Linked DNA regions of Hordeum vulgare: region 2 is linked to region 1. The links are chromatin contacts, called in public Hi-C maps. All regions are on one chromosome and are shown on one strand. The core of a region is the stretch at or near the end of the contact, and the rest is flanking DNA. Distances in the headings are between cores, read along the strand shown. Region 1 holds the start of LOC123403884 (peroxiredoxin-2E-2, chloroplastic-like). Region 2 holds the start of LOC123405986 (S-adenosylmethionine synthase 4).

Evidence for each region. A called contact is a pair of places that touch in the nucleus more often than the background predicts.
Region 2: a Hi-C map of leaf shows a contact between it and region 1, with 3 times the contacts expected there. The contact joins the promoter of LOC123405986 here to the promoter of LOC123403884 in region 1. A contact is called at or near these places in 2 of 6 Hi-C or Micro-C datasets (leaf and seedling) and 1 of 1 datasets of contacts at active chromatin or transcription factors (embryo).

The regions. Positions count from the first base shown.
Region 1 is chr6H:158,444,494-158,450,942 of MorexV3_pseudomolecules_assembly, reverse strand. LOC123403884 (peroxiredoxin-2E-2, chloroplastic-like) reads right to left here and starts at 2,830. Exons shown (of 1, transcript XM_045097796.1): 1 at 1,510-2,830. The coding sequence starts at 2,465. The coding sequence ends at 1,785.
Region 2 is chr6H:159,071,013-159,077,461 of MorexV3_pseudomolecules_assembly, reverse strand. LOC123405986 (S-adenosylmethionine synthase 4) reads right to left here and starts at 3,285. Exons shown (of 2, transcript XM_045099492.1): 1 at 3,181-3,285; 2 at 743-2,171. The coding sequence starts at 2,161. The coding sequence ends at 971.

The DNA of each region.
Region 1 (6,449 bases), core at 1,581-4,080:
TTTTCCTCCGGACATGTAGTCTTTGAAGTTTGTCATGAGACATAGACTCTTCATAGTCTTCTCATATTCCATGTCAAATTTCTCATCTTCATCGTGATAGCAATGTTGCACATCGTCATCATCAAGTGTAATATCCTCGTCACAAAAATCAAGAGATTCGTTAGAATTGTGACCATGACAATGTTCAAGTTTATGAATATGAATGGCTTCAACAACGATGTTATTGATGGTCATGACATCTCCTTTAGCACGCATGAGGTAAGGAAGCTCAAAAAAGTGTTTTTCAAAGTTGGGATCACTAGACTTCATTTTGTGAAAGACAATAGTTTTATGGACAATAATATCAAGATTTTTTAAAGAGTAGTGTGGATATCTTCTCTCCGAATATTTTCACAAAGTATAAGCACACTCAAAGTTTTTCATTTGATCAAACACAATTCTTGGTAATCTTTAATGATAAGATTAACAGTTCTGAGATTACGAAGCATATCAATTTCTTCCTCTTGAGAAGGATGTAAGGGATCAATGGGAGACACATAGGGATTTTCAACATACTGGCTTAAATGAAATTCATCAAACAGATCAAGCATTTTGTCTTTCCATTGACTATAGTACTCCCCATTGAGCATATGCACTCTAGATTAAGACTCCACAAACTAGGCACATCCATCTTTCTCCAATAGTGATTAAACCAAATCTATGGAGACCAAAGCTCTAACACCAATTGTGGGATCGAGAAGGGATGTCTAGAGAGGGGTATGAATAGACTACATGGCAAAATAAAAACCAAACCTTTTCCCAATTTTCTTGGTTGGCAAGTTTTAGCAATTCTAGCAAGTCTAGCACACCCTACACATGCAAGTCAACTAATATAGCAGCGGAAAGTAAAAAACATGCACATGAAAGTAAGGAGTAGAGATACGAAGATCAAACTCACTCTTATTCCCGCCAATTCTCTCTGTGGACTTCATCTCAAATAAACTAGATAAATCTATTAGTCCAACAGACAATGTATGTTGTCATAAATTATCAAAACCATCAAATAAACATATGTGATTTGACTATACCCTATGAGCACTTCAGAGAGACTGAGTCGGCATATCATCTTGAGATTGTGAAATCACCGCACCCGTCTCGTCATCGACGAAAATGTCTCTTTTCAATGAACGTGCATCGCCAAAAATCTTAAAATAAATACAGAAATAATATAAGTATTAGGACTTAAACCTTGATGAGCTGAAAATACCACTATCTATTTAACTATCCAATCACAGGTTGGTTCGCATGCGATACGCGCTGATCGTGGGATGGCTTGGTTAGACCATCGTGATGTGCGTTGGTGCGTGACCAGGCCGTATCATAAGCTAATACTAAGTTAGATCGACATGTAGGTGGCTCTGGGTTAATTCATGTATTTTGTTTTGTAATTAATTTAATGAAGATGCCTCTATGGAGAGGCCGGTATTATCCTCCTTGAGAAAAATCCGAACTGATCAGTTGACTTCAATCTCAGCACAATGCGATTTTGTACGCAAGCTTTGTAAACATCTCAGCAAACCCGCAGGCTTTAGCGCTGGCAATGCAAGAACAAGTACGAGTGTACGACGCCTTGAAAAACTCAAGTCATTCCATCGAGCACATGGACATCACGCAATGCTCAATGAAAGAAAACAAAATCCTCTCCACGATGACGACGCATCAAAGGACGCTCACACGAGAAACAGTTCGTCGGATTATTATTCACTACTAGACACGACTCAGGCAAGAAGCAGAGCAGGCGCGGCTCAGAGCGCATTGAGCATCTCCTCGGCGCTGCTGGTGGTGAAGGCGCCGCCCTCCTCGAGGTTGAGCACCTTGACGACGCCGTCGTCTGCGAGGAGCGCGTAGCGGCGGGACCGCACGCCTAGCCCCATGGGCTTGTCGGAGAGGTCCATCTCCACGCCCAGCGCGCGGGTGAGCTCGAGGTTGCCGTCCGACAGCAGCAGCACGTCGTCGCCGAGGCCGAGGCTCTCCTTCCACGCCTTCATCACGAAGGCGTCGTTCACCGAGACGCACGCCACGGTGTCCACCCCCTTGGCGCGCAGCTCGCCCGCCTTCTCGACGAACCCCGGCAGGTGCTTCTGCGAGCAGGTCGGGGTGAAGGCGCCCGGGACAGCGAAGAGCACGACCTTCTTCCCCGCCGTGAGGTCGCCGACCGTCACCGTCTTCAGCTCGCCGTCGGCTGGGTCGAAGTAGGAGAGCGTGGCGTCGGGCAGCTTGTCGCCGACCGCGATGGTGGCCACGACCGGGGATGCCGATGCCGCGGACGCCGCGAATCTCCTTTCCCCCGGAAGAACGGCGGCGCGGAGGCGGGCTGGGGCGGCGATGCGGCGGGAGGCGAAGGCGAGCGACGGGGAGGAGAGGACGAAGCGCCTGCCGGCGGCGGCGGCCGACGAGGACAGAGCGGACAGCGACGCGGTGGCCATGGAGGAAGGACGAGGCGATGTATTCGAGGAAATGCTATCTGTTCGGCCTTGGGAAGAGCGTGAGGGTTTCCCTTGGGTTTTGGATGGAAGGAACGGCCGGGTGCGACGTGATAGGTGGAGCAGCGCCAATTTTGGTTGGTTCGTTGGACGCGGGGGCGGAATGGGTGGACGTCGTGCTGTTGCCCTGGATTAGGCAGTCAGCCCAGCACTTGGTTGGGCCATACCTGGCCAAACGGGCTGGCACGGGCCGCTGCAAACGGGCCTCGCACAGCACGTTTACCGATCAGGCCGTGCCATGTTAGCATGTGGGGTGCGCCTTCGGGCCTAGGCACGGCCTGGTTAATAAACGGACCGTATGTTGACCCTGACCCGATTAACACGTTGTGTTGTATATTTTTAGTTTCATGAACTTATTTTAGGTCTATTGATCTGTATATCACACACACACGCACGCACGCATGCACGCACGCACACACACACACACATATATATATATTAAAAAATTAAATATATATAACAAAATGGATCGTGTCGTGTCGGCCCACGTGCCGAGCCTCCAAGCCCAGGCACGGTCCGAGACGTGCTGCGTGCCGTGCACGAGGACGATTAGAGTGTGTCGGGCTGTCGGGCCTGCCCAATTGACACGGCCCATTTGGCCAGGTATGGGTTGGGCCTCTTTCATACTCTCCGTTCGTATTCTTTTTCTTATCAAGATCGCTGCAGTCCTCACCTCCTATGCAGTGGTGCAGGAGGGAGCTCCTAATCGGCGCATTAAGCGCCGATTCGGATAACTAGCGCCTACAACGTCTAGCAATGGTCCGTGGCCAATAAAGTAAATCCACTACTGTTTGCTTTTGCTAGGCTCGTTTGATTTTTTTCGAATGAGATGTGCAATTGTTTCAGGAAAAAGACCGGTTTTGGTTTTTTACAGTTCTGAATATGACGTGTAAATAAAACTATTCATAGATTTATTAAGAAAATAAAAAAATTCATGAATTTGAAGAAAGTTTTGAATTTGAAAGAAGTTCATCAATTCCGAAATAAATTCATTGTGTCTTAAATAGGTCATCGTTTTTGGGAAAAAAAAAGTTCATCAATTTTAAAAGAGTTCATCGAATTTCAAAATTAGCTCATTGTTTTTCATCAATTTTTTAAAAAAAACATCAAATTTGAAAAAAAAACATTAATTTTGAAAAATGTTCATTGAATTTGCAAAAAGTTCATAGTTTAAATTTTTTTGATCAAAACTTAAGATAGTTTATCAAAATTTGATAAATTTCATTGTTTTAGAAAAAACTTAATAAAAACAAAAATAAGAAAATAAGAAAGGAAGAAGAAAAAGCAAATAAGAACCAGACGAAAAACTGCCCAACGAACCAGGGAAAACTGATTTAGACAGTTTTATTCTCAAAACTGGGGGCTTCCTGCAAATAGAAAAGGTATATAAAGGGGAAAAGATATAACTTTTCACATCATTTGAAAAAAATCATATCTTTTAAAAAGGTTCATCAATTTGAAAAAAACTTCATATAAATTGAAAAAAATCATCCAATTTAGAAAAAGTTCATTACATTTTTCAAAAGTTAGAAAAAGTTCATTACATTTTTCAAAAAAACATTTCTACAAGGCGTGGCAAAATAAACAAAATGGATGCTTTGAAAATGCGCATTTTCAGAGTGTCTATATTGTTTATTTTTCCACGCCTTGTAGAAATGTTAGTTCATGCCAAATTTTTGCATGCAGTTAGAACTTTTGTAAAAATTGGCCTAAAAAAACTTTCAGAATTTTTTAAACATTTTTCGATTTTTTTCGATTTTACTGTTCATCCGAGCTCAAATGAGCTCGGGAGCACAAAGGCACTTTCGCTCTAAAATGTCTTATATTTAGGAATGAATGTAGTAAAAGCTAACCACTCGATTAACTATTTGTTAGTGATTGTTCTCAGCGAGAAACTTTTAAGAGTAAAATAGTAGAGGTGTTATTTATTGCGCACTAAATATACAATTTAGTTATTTCAATTATCCGAAAACATGTTCATAGATTTCAAATGAAGTTTACGACCATGCAAAAAAAGTTTACGTATTCAATAAAAAGTTCACCAAATGGAAAAAGTTCACAGATTCAAAAGAAGTTCATTTTTAATAAAAGTCTCAATATATTTCAAAAAAATTGCACTCGAAAGTGTTTCTGAATTTGAGAAATCCCAGAAATCGAATAATGTTCATGGGTTTATTTTTTTTTAATCAATTTGAAAACATATTGAATTTGTAAAAAAGTTCATAAAATTTGAAAAAAGTTTGTTCAACTTTACAAAACAGTTCACTAATTTTAGGAAAGTTCATAAATTTTGAAAATAAGCTCATCGGTTTTGAAAAAACTTTCATTCATATTAAAAAATAGTTCACAATAAAAACAGTTCATTCTTTTTTTTAAAAGTTCATCATTTTTTTAAAAAGGTCATCAATATAGGAAAAAAGATCATCGAATCCAAAAAAGTTCATCGATGTTGGAGAAAAGATCATAGAATCCGAAAAAAGTTCATCAAAATTTAAAAAGTTCATCAATATTGAACCAAAATTCGTTTATATGAGCAAAAGGGAAAAATAATAATAAAAAGTTCATCAATTTTTAGAAAAGTTCATCAACATAATAAAAAGTTGTATATATTGAAAGCATCGGAAGTAATAGAAAGTTATTCGATTTGTTCTAAAATGCTCAAAAAATCGCAACTCCAAAACGATGTTCAAAATATAGAAAGATTTTCATTATTCTCAAAAAATGTACTGATTCCAAAAAACGTTTGCATTTTTAAATAAATCTTTGGTATTTCTAAATATGTTTATGTGTTTCATAAAGTTTTCTTTTTTTCCAAAAAAATAGCTTGTATTTTCAAAAATAGATCAAAATTTCAAAACATGTTCATGTTTCACATTTGTTCATAGTTTTAAAAAAGGTTGCCTTATTTACCAAGAAAACAACATATTATTATATTCAATCACCTTTTGAATTCAAGATTTTTTTTTTTTGAATTTTGTGAACACCTTTTGAATTTGAGAGCATTTTATTGAATTTGAGAAGTTTATATAGTTTGTGAACAAATTTTTGTAGTAGTTGAACAAGTTTTAATGTTCGCGGTATTCATTTTTAATGAATGTTCGACATCAAAAGAACACGGAAAACCGGTTCGGTATAGTAAAGCTGGTCACTAAAGTGTGCTAGTCTCTACAGTGTATGTACCGCTACAATGTCAGGTCGCTATAGTTAACCCGCTTCCTACTGTCATCATTTGCTGCTTGCGCTGCTGGCTAATTGGGCTGACCGAGAGGCGTGCCTTGTGTGAAGCGTATCATTTTGGATGCAACGAGCGTACTATAGGTGATCTGGCAAGCGGATCAGTAGGAGAGCTCCAGCACAATGCCTTGTTGCATCAAACAGACGACGCGTCAGTGTTGGGAAGAGCGGTTATTAATAAAAGACTAGCAAAAGGCCCGTGCATTGCAACGGGAGAAAAAAAATACCACACGCTTTTAATTTTTTTATAATCATTTTGATTTATTAAAATAATGATAAACGCGGGTTGAATAATAAAAATTACATGGGCTTTTTTATAAAAATGCCGCGGTGTGTTTTCCGACGGAAGCAATAGCCTCTTTATTATTAGGTATAGATTGCTAGGAGATAGTCTAAGACCTACTCCCTCCGTTCCTAAATATAAGTCTTTTGTAGAGATTTCACTAGTGGACTACTTACGGATGTATATAGACATATTTTAGAGTGTACATTCAATCATTTTGCTTCGTATGTAGACATCTAATAAAATCGTTTAAAAGACTTATATTTAATAACGGAGGGAGTAATACCTAATCCATTCCCATCCTAGGTAAAGTCTATCTTATTGTGATAGAAATGAAGAGAAATAAATAAACTTTAGTTAACGTAATAAATATACTCATTGTCGTTTCCAACGACTTTATTTATTTGACA
Region 2 (6,449 bases), core at 2,036-4,535, 630 kb before region 1:
GAACGCTAATAGTATCTAGAGGAGGTGCTAAGTGATGTGATGGCAGGTGTAGCACGAGCCAGGTCAAAATAAGAACGCTAATAGTATCTGACGTTCGCTCACAAAACCACGTTCAATATACTGGCTCAGTCTTTTAAAAATGTTTATAGATGTATAACCGTTTGTGTTATTAAAAAGAACTAACACTTTAGAATTACCATGTGAACATGGACGAAATTTGCCTGATCTTGCATAAGGATTGTTATGTTATAATGTAAAAATTACAATGTTGAAAATTGTCATGCTGGTTAAAGGGAGTCAAAGAAAAAAAATGTGAAAATCGGCATGCTCTAGAAACAAAATTTGCTATCTTAAAATGTGTTCACTCAAATTATCATCGTTACGAACATTTAGTGCCCCTCTCACCATGAGAGATACTCTTATATTATAAGACAAAATGAGTAGGTAAAAAATGTATTTCCTCTATAAACTAATATAAAAGTGTTTAGATCACTACTTTAGCAATCTGAACACTCTTATATTAGTTTAAGGAGGAAATAGCACCTAATAAAGCACATATAAGTGAAAGTACTATCACGCTCCTTATATTACCACATAAATAAAACACATATAAGTGGAAGTACTATCACGGTCCTTAGCATCTATAGGTGAATATATAAAAGATATAAAATGCTGATGCTCTCTACCGCGGAACGAAAAGAAATCGCATACATGCTGAACAGAGTTGTTCCAATACAGATGATTACCAAAGAGTGGAGAGCTATATTTCTTGGATAGTTTCAATCTTGTCGTCACCATTACCATGACTTGAGCAGATAAGAACACAAGTAGCACACCCACGATACATGCACCTCTAAACACACTGAAAAAAAAAGACTTGCACCGTTGCAGCACTGGAGCAATGAATAGAGATATTACTTGCTGCGACAGGTAAAACTAATTTTATTCAGAGGCTTCGCTAAGTGTTTGCTCAGGCAGAAGGCTTCTCCCACTTGAGGGGCTTCACAACCTCCCAGGTGAAGTCCGCGCCATCCCTGCCGAAGTGCCCGTATGCCGCCGTCTTGAGGTAGCGCCCGCTCCCGCCCCTCTTGAGGTCAAGGTTGATGATGATCATGCCTGGCCTGAAGTCGAAGTTCTCCTTAACAATCTCGAGGATCTCCTTGTCAGGGATCTTGCCCGTGCCGTATGTGTCAACAAAGACAGAGAGTGGTTCAGGCACGCCAATAGCATAAGACACCTGGACGATGCAGCGGCGGGCAATGCCACTGGCGACAATGCTCTTCGCCGCCTGCCTTGCAATATATGCACCACTGCGGTCAACCTTGGTTGGGTCCTTGCCAGAGAAAGCGCCTCCACCATGAGCTCCCCAGCCACCATAAGTGTCAATGATGATCTTCCTGCCAGTGAGACCAGCATCGCCATGAGGTCCACCAATGACAAAGCGGCCAGATGGGTTGAGATGGAAGATGGTATTCTCATCAAGGTACTGCTCTGGGATGACAGGCTTAATCACATGCTCCTTCAGATCAGCAGCAATCTCATCGTTGGTCACTGTCTCATCATGCTGGGTAGAGATGAGCACAGTGTGGACACGTATAGGGACCATGGCACCATTGTCATTGTGATACTCCACAGTCACCTGGGTCTTGCCATCAGGCCTCAACCACGGGCAGGTCGCGTTCTTGCGAACCTCGGTGAGACAAGCTCCAAGCTTGGTAGCAAGAACATGGCTGAGGGGCATGAACTCAGGAGTCTCATCAGTTGCATATCCAAACATATGGCCCTGGTCACCAGCGCCAATCTCCTCAGGCCGCTTGGTAAAGTGGCCATGGACACCCTGAGCGATGTCAGGGGACTGCTGCTCAATGTTGACAAGTACCTTGCAGTGGTCAGCATCAAGCCCTACATCATTGGACACAAAACCAATGCCACGGCAAGTGTCCCTGACAATCTTCTCATAATCAACATTGGCCTTGGTAGTGATCTCACCGAAAACCATGACCATGTTGGTCTTGGTGCATGTCTCACAAGCAACCTTGCTGTCAGGATCTTCAGCCAGGCATGCATCTAGCACAGCATCAGATATCTGGTCACAGAGCTTGTCAGGGTGCCCCTCATTGACAGACTCAGATGTGAAGAGAAAGGTTTCAACTTCAGCCATCTTCTTTGGCCTACACAAAACGTGATCAGTGTCTCAGAACATAAGAACTGCCATAAAAGGAAAACACTCTAGAGGTTAGAAACTTGGATTTGAAATACCATATTCGACATACATACAAACTATTTTACTTTCTTAAACTCTAATGAAATGAGCTGCTCGTGAGTTTTAGCAGTTGTGTGAATGCCCACAAGTCATTCTCCTCCCTATTGTAAAAAGTAGGCAGTGGTAGGGACATGAAATACAGATACCCTAACCAAAGCGGCCTACAATAATCAAGTTGCACAAACAGGACAAGATTCCACGAATAAAAGAATCAACCAGTGCACTCAACGCGCAGGGCTGTAACTTGCGAATCAGCACCTCGGGACACAGCAGTATAAATTCTATTCTTCCCAGGACAAGGTCCTAAGAACAACATAAATCACTATTATTCACAGCACAAGGTACCTATCCAATTGCGCTGTGACCAAACTGTTCAGCCACTGTCCAGCAACTAAATCGCAGCCACTATTTCGCAGCATAAGGCACCAATCCAATTGTACTGTGACCAAACTACCACTCGCAATCCATTGTTCGGCACCAAATCCCAGATAAATGGACCGGGTACTATTAATCTCTGCGTACAGAATAAGCACATACAGATCACTACTAATATCAAATCTCTCGACTGGTTCACAGGATGAATAATGGCCGCAGTACACCCAATCTCGAAAGGATTTCAGAGAGAAAAAAGGGTGGCGAAATCCCCAATCACGAGGATCTAGCTGGTCGCCGCGAACCTGGGCGGCACTTCCTCTAGACAACAAGTTGACAAGAAATTAAGCGCAAATTTCACCGCGAAGTACCGGGGCGGCGGATCAAGACGAGGCCCGTTTCTAAAGCCCTAAGCGACAGGCACAACAAACGCGTACCAGATCGGACCGCACGATGGAAACGGAAGCAAAATGAAGCCGCCTACTAGATCGGAACGAGCGTAAGCAAAATGAAGAAGAAGACTGGCGGGAGGAGGGGCGCCTCACCTTGTTCGCTTGTGGCGGAGGCGGCGGCGGGGCTACGGGATGACGTTGACACTCGAGCACAGCACGGCGTAGGGGGGAGGACCAGGATCGTGGGCTCGGGATTATATAGAAGCCGCGGCAGAGTGGGGCGGGCATGGGCCGTTGGATGGCATCGGATGGTGGTGGTGGAAGACCCGACGACAGCGGCTCGTACCCACCTAGCCGGCGTCAAGACGCGTGGCGGTCGTTGGACGAGCATGGTGGCCCGTGCACGTCTCTGGTGTACAGTTTTCAAGCACTGAAAATGGTTAACGCTAATTACGTGCAATTTGCTATATTAACTACTGGCCAATTTAACTTTCTTCAGTTTTTGGAAACTAATTTCGGGAGTTGAGGAAACTAATGGCTCCAGCAAAATGTGATTTCATGGCCGAATTAGTTGACTCAGATTTGTCTAGATACAAATCGCTTTAGTGTGTGTTAGATACATCCATATCTTGAAAAATCTAAAACAATTAATTCAAAAAAGATAATATATTTTTAAAATTAGATGCACGTAGACACGTTTTAGTACGTTTGTTCACTCATCTAATTCATATCTAGCTCACATTGAAATATCCAAAACATCTTAAGCGGGGGAGTAAGTTGCTTCCTTTAGAAACTAAATTCGTTTCCAAAGTCTTTTAGTTTTGCTTCATATGAAATATTTTGCTTACAATTGTGATGAACTTCATTTTCAATGCAATCTAAAAAAAAAGAAAGCGCAAGCAACCATCGGCTTTAAATTTACAAAGTCCAAACTAAGTCTAGTGAGTTTTGTTTTGTTTAATGATCACGAGGAGGAGGATTCCCGCCTGAATATATATTGCTAAATTTTTTACCAAAAGCAAAAATCATTCCTTGAGATTTCGCTGATCCAGTTTATAAGAAAATTGGATCAAAAATCTAAACAAGTTGACACCGTTTATGAGGAAAACAGGGCAAAAACCGTACACGTAACAAGGCTAGTGAGTTAGAAAATCTTAACAACCAAATTTACACACAAAAAAGTGGGATGAGCTTCCAAACGCTAGAAACTAACGGATAAAGAGCAACTGCTTACATAGAGTATGTTTTGGTTCTGAAATACGGAAGACACTACGTGGCACCATAGGTGGTCATCGCCCTTCCCCCTTTTGATGGCATGGATATGTTTAAGTTTGTAAAACGCTTTGGTCACACTAGCCATGTCGTTCATCTCCCGAGTGGTGCCCATAGCTGGAGGGGAAAACACAATTGAAAATACAATTATCCAGATTGAAAGTAACAACATTTTCAATAGCAAGTTTATGGAATATAATCCATGAAGCCCGCACTAGGGTGGCAAAAACAATGTCAAACAACTCTTTGCACATAGCATGAAGGCCCAACCCTATACCCACAAGTTCGAACACTAAGGGAGGGGGTCCTATCACAACATAATTTAATTCCTTCCGTGCACAACTCCACACAACTTCAACTAACAGAAATGGAACAAAATGTGGTGAGTGCTCTCCATTTGGCCACATAAAGTGCAAGTGCCATCAAACGACCCGTTGAACTTAGCAATGTGCATTGGTGTAGGAAGATGGTTTCTTAAGAGCTCACATAGAAACACGTTGATTCTCAGGAGTAGGACACCTCGTTAAAGGAGACAGAGTCGGCTTCGTCTATGAATATTACATTAGCCAAATCTCGAGCAACAAGTCCCATATACCAGCCTCGAGCGAGGAGGGAGCCCTCTAGAAGGTAATGTTGTTGGTGCCCTCGCATAAAGCCTCGCCCACCGAGATGGTAAGGTCCATCGCAATAATGAACAGAGTGTGAAACTAGGCCACAGAGGCATGGCCCTAGGGAATAATTGTACCCCAAACCTAGTTGAATGGTTGTTGTTTATCTTAAACTTGCCCCAAGAAAAATGCAATCTTAACCTCCTTGGATTCCATTTCAAAACAAAAGTTGTGCATTGACGATTCGAACAAAGTGGACAAGGGGGTTGCTTGGCATTAGGAGTCCCACCGAAATCCTTGTGGCATTCTGATTCATTTTATCGCCCCGCTTGTCCACAAGTGCAGTATTCATGACATTAGATTTCATAACGCCCACATTCCCCAAGGTTTTTAGGATGTAGATGCCTTCCCACTTGATCATGTGGTATTTGCGTAAAAACCTGGATGTACTTTGTCAAACTTGGTATGGACCTGTCTACCCACAGAATCATCCCCATCGAGTACGTCGTGATGGAAGATACACACGAGTTAGTGATAATCAATCTAACACTAAAGGACATGAATTTACCCTCCACGGAACCACCCTGCTTGTCGTGGTTCTAAATCTGACAGTATGAGAGGTATATGAACGGAGCTTAGATCTATGGAGGTGCAAATGGGTAACACGAGAAGTTAGAAAAAGTTCATGTCCCTCAGCGGTGGAGGTAACAACCATGCTCATGTATGTTGTGTTCTTGCATATGAAGATTATCATTCATGCGACTGAGTTCGCAAGAGAAAGTGCGTGAGAGATAGAGAGAGAGAGAGTTCTTATAAAGTGGGAGATCTTAAACCCAATGTCCTAGCCATGGCTTATATAGATTATGCCATGAATAAGAACATGAGAAGGAGGCGGGTCCGTTTCGTAAAAGGCGATAAAATTTCCTCTATATTTTTCCTCGGGGAGTGAGAATATAGCGCTGGAATTAGGTCTCCTGGAGGTCCAAGGGACCCAAAAGTCACCATGGCGTGCCCAGGGGGTAAGCACGCCGCCTGGCTTGTGGTCCATGGGTGGCCCCATGTGGTACTTCTTTGCTCCGGTATTTTTTTTATTTATTCCATAAAAAAATCTCCGTAAAGTTTCGCCCAATTTTGAGAACTTCTATTTCTACATAAAAGTAAAACGATAGTTCTGCTAAAAACAACATCACTCCGGGTAAGTTTCACTCAAATCATGCAAATTAGAGTCCAAAACAAGAGCAAAAACGTTTGGAGAAGTAGATACGATGAAGATGTAGTTGATGTATCAACTACTTAATTATTCAACAAAGAAATCATATAAACTCTATAAAATTCATGTACAGATCTGATCTTAAAGTGACAATTCATCATATATCAACAAACACAAGAGCGACTATATCAAATTGATCCTGATCATGTGATGCAGCTCACACGAACTTTTTATTGAGACATAAGAGAGAGAAGATGTAAACTAGCTACTGCTATGGACCCAAGGTCCGAAGGAAAATACCCAATCCTGGATGTGATGACATCAAGGTTGAT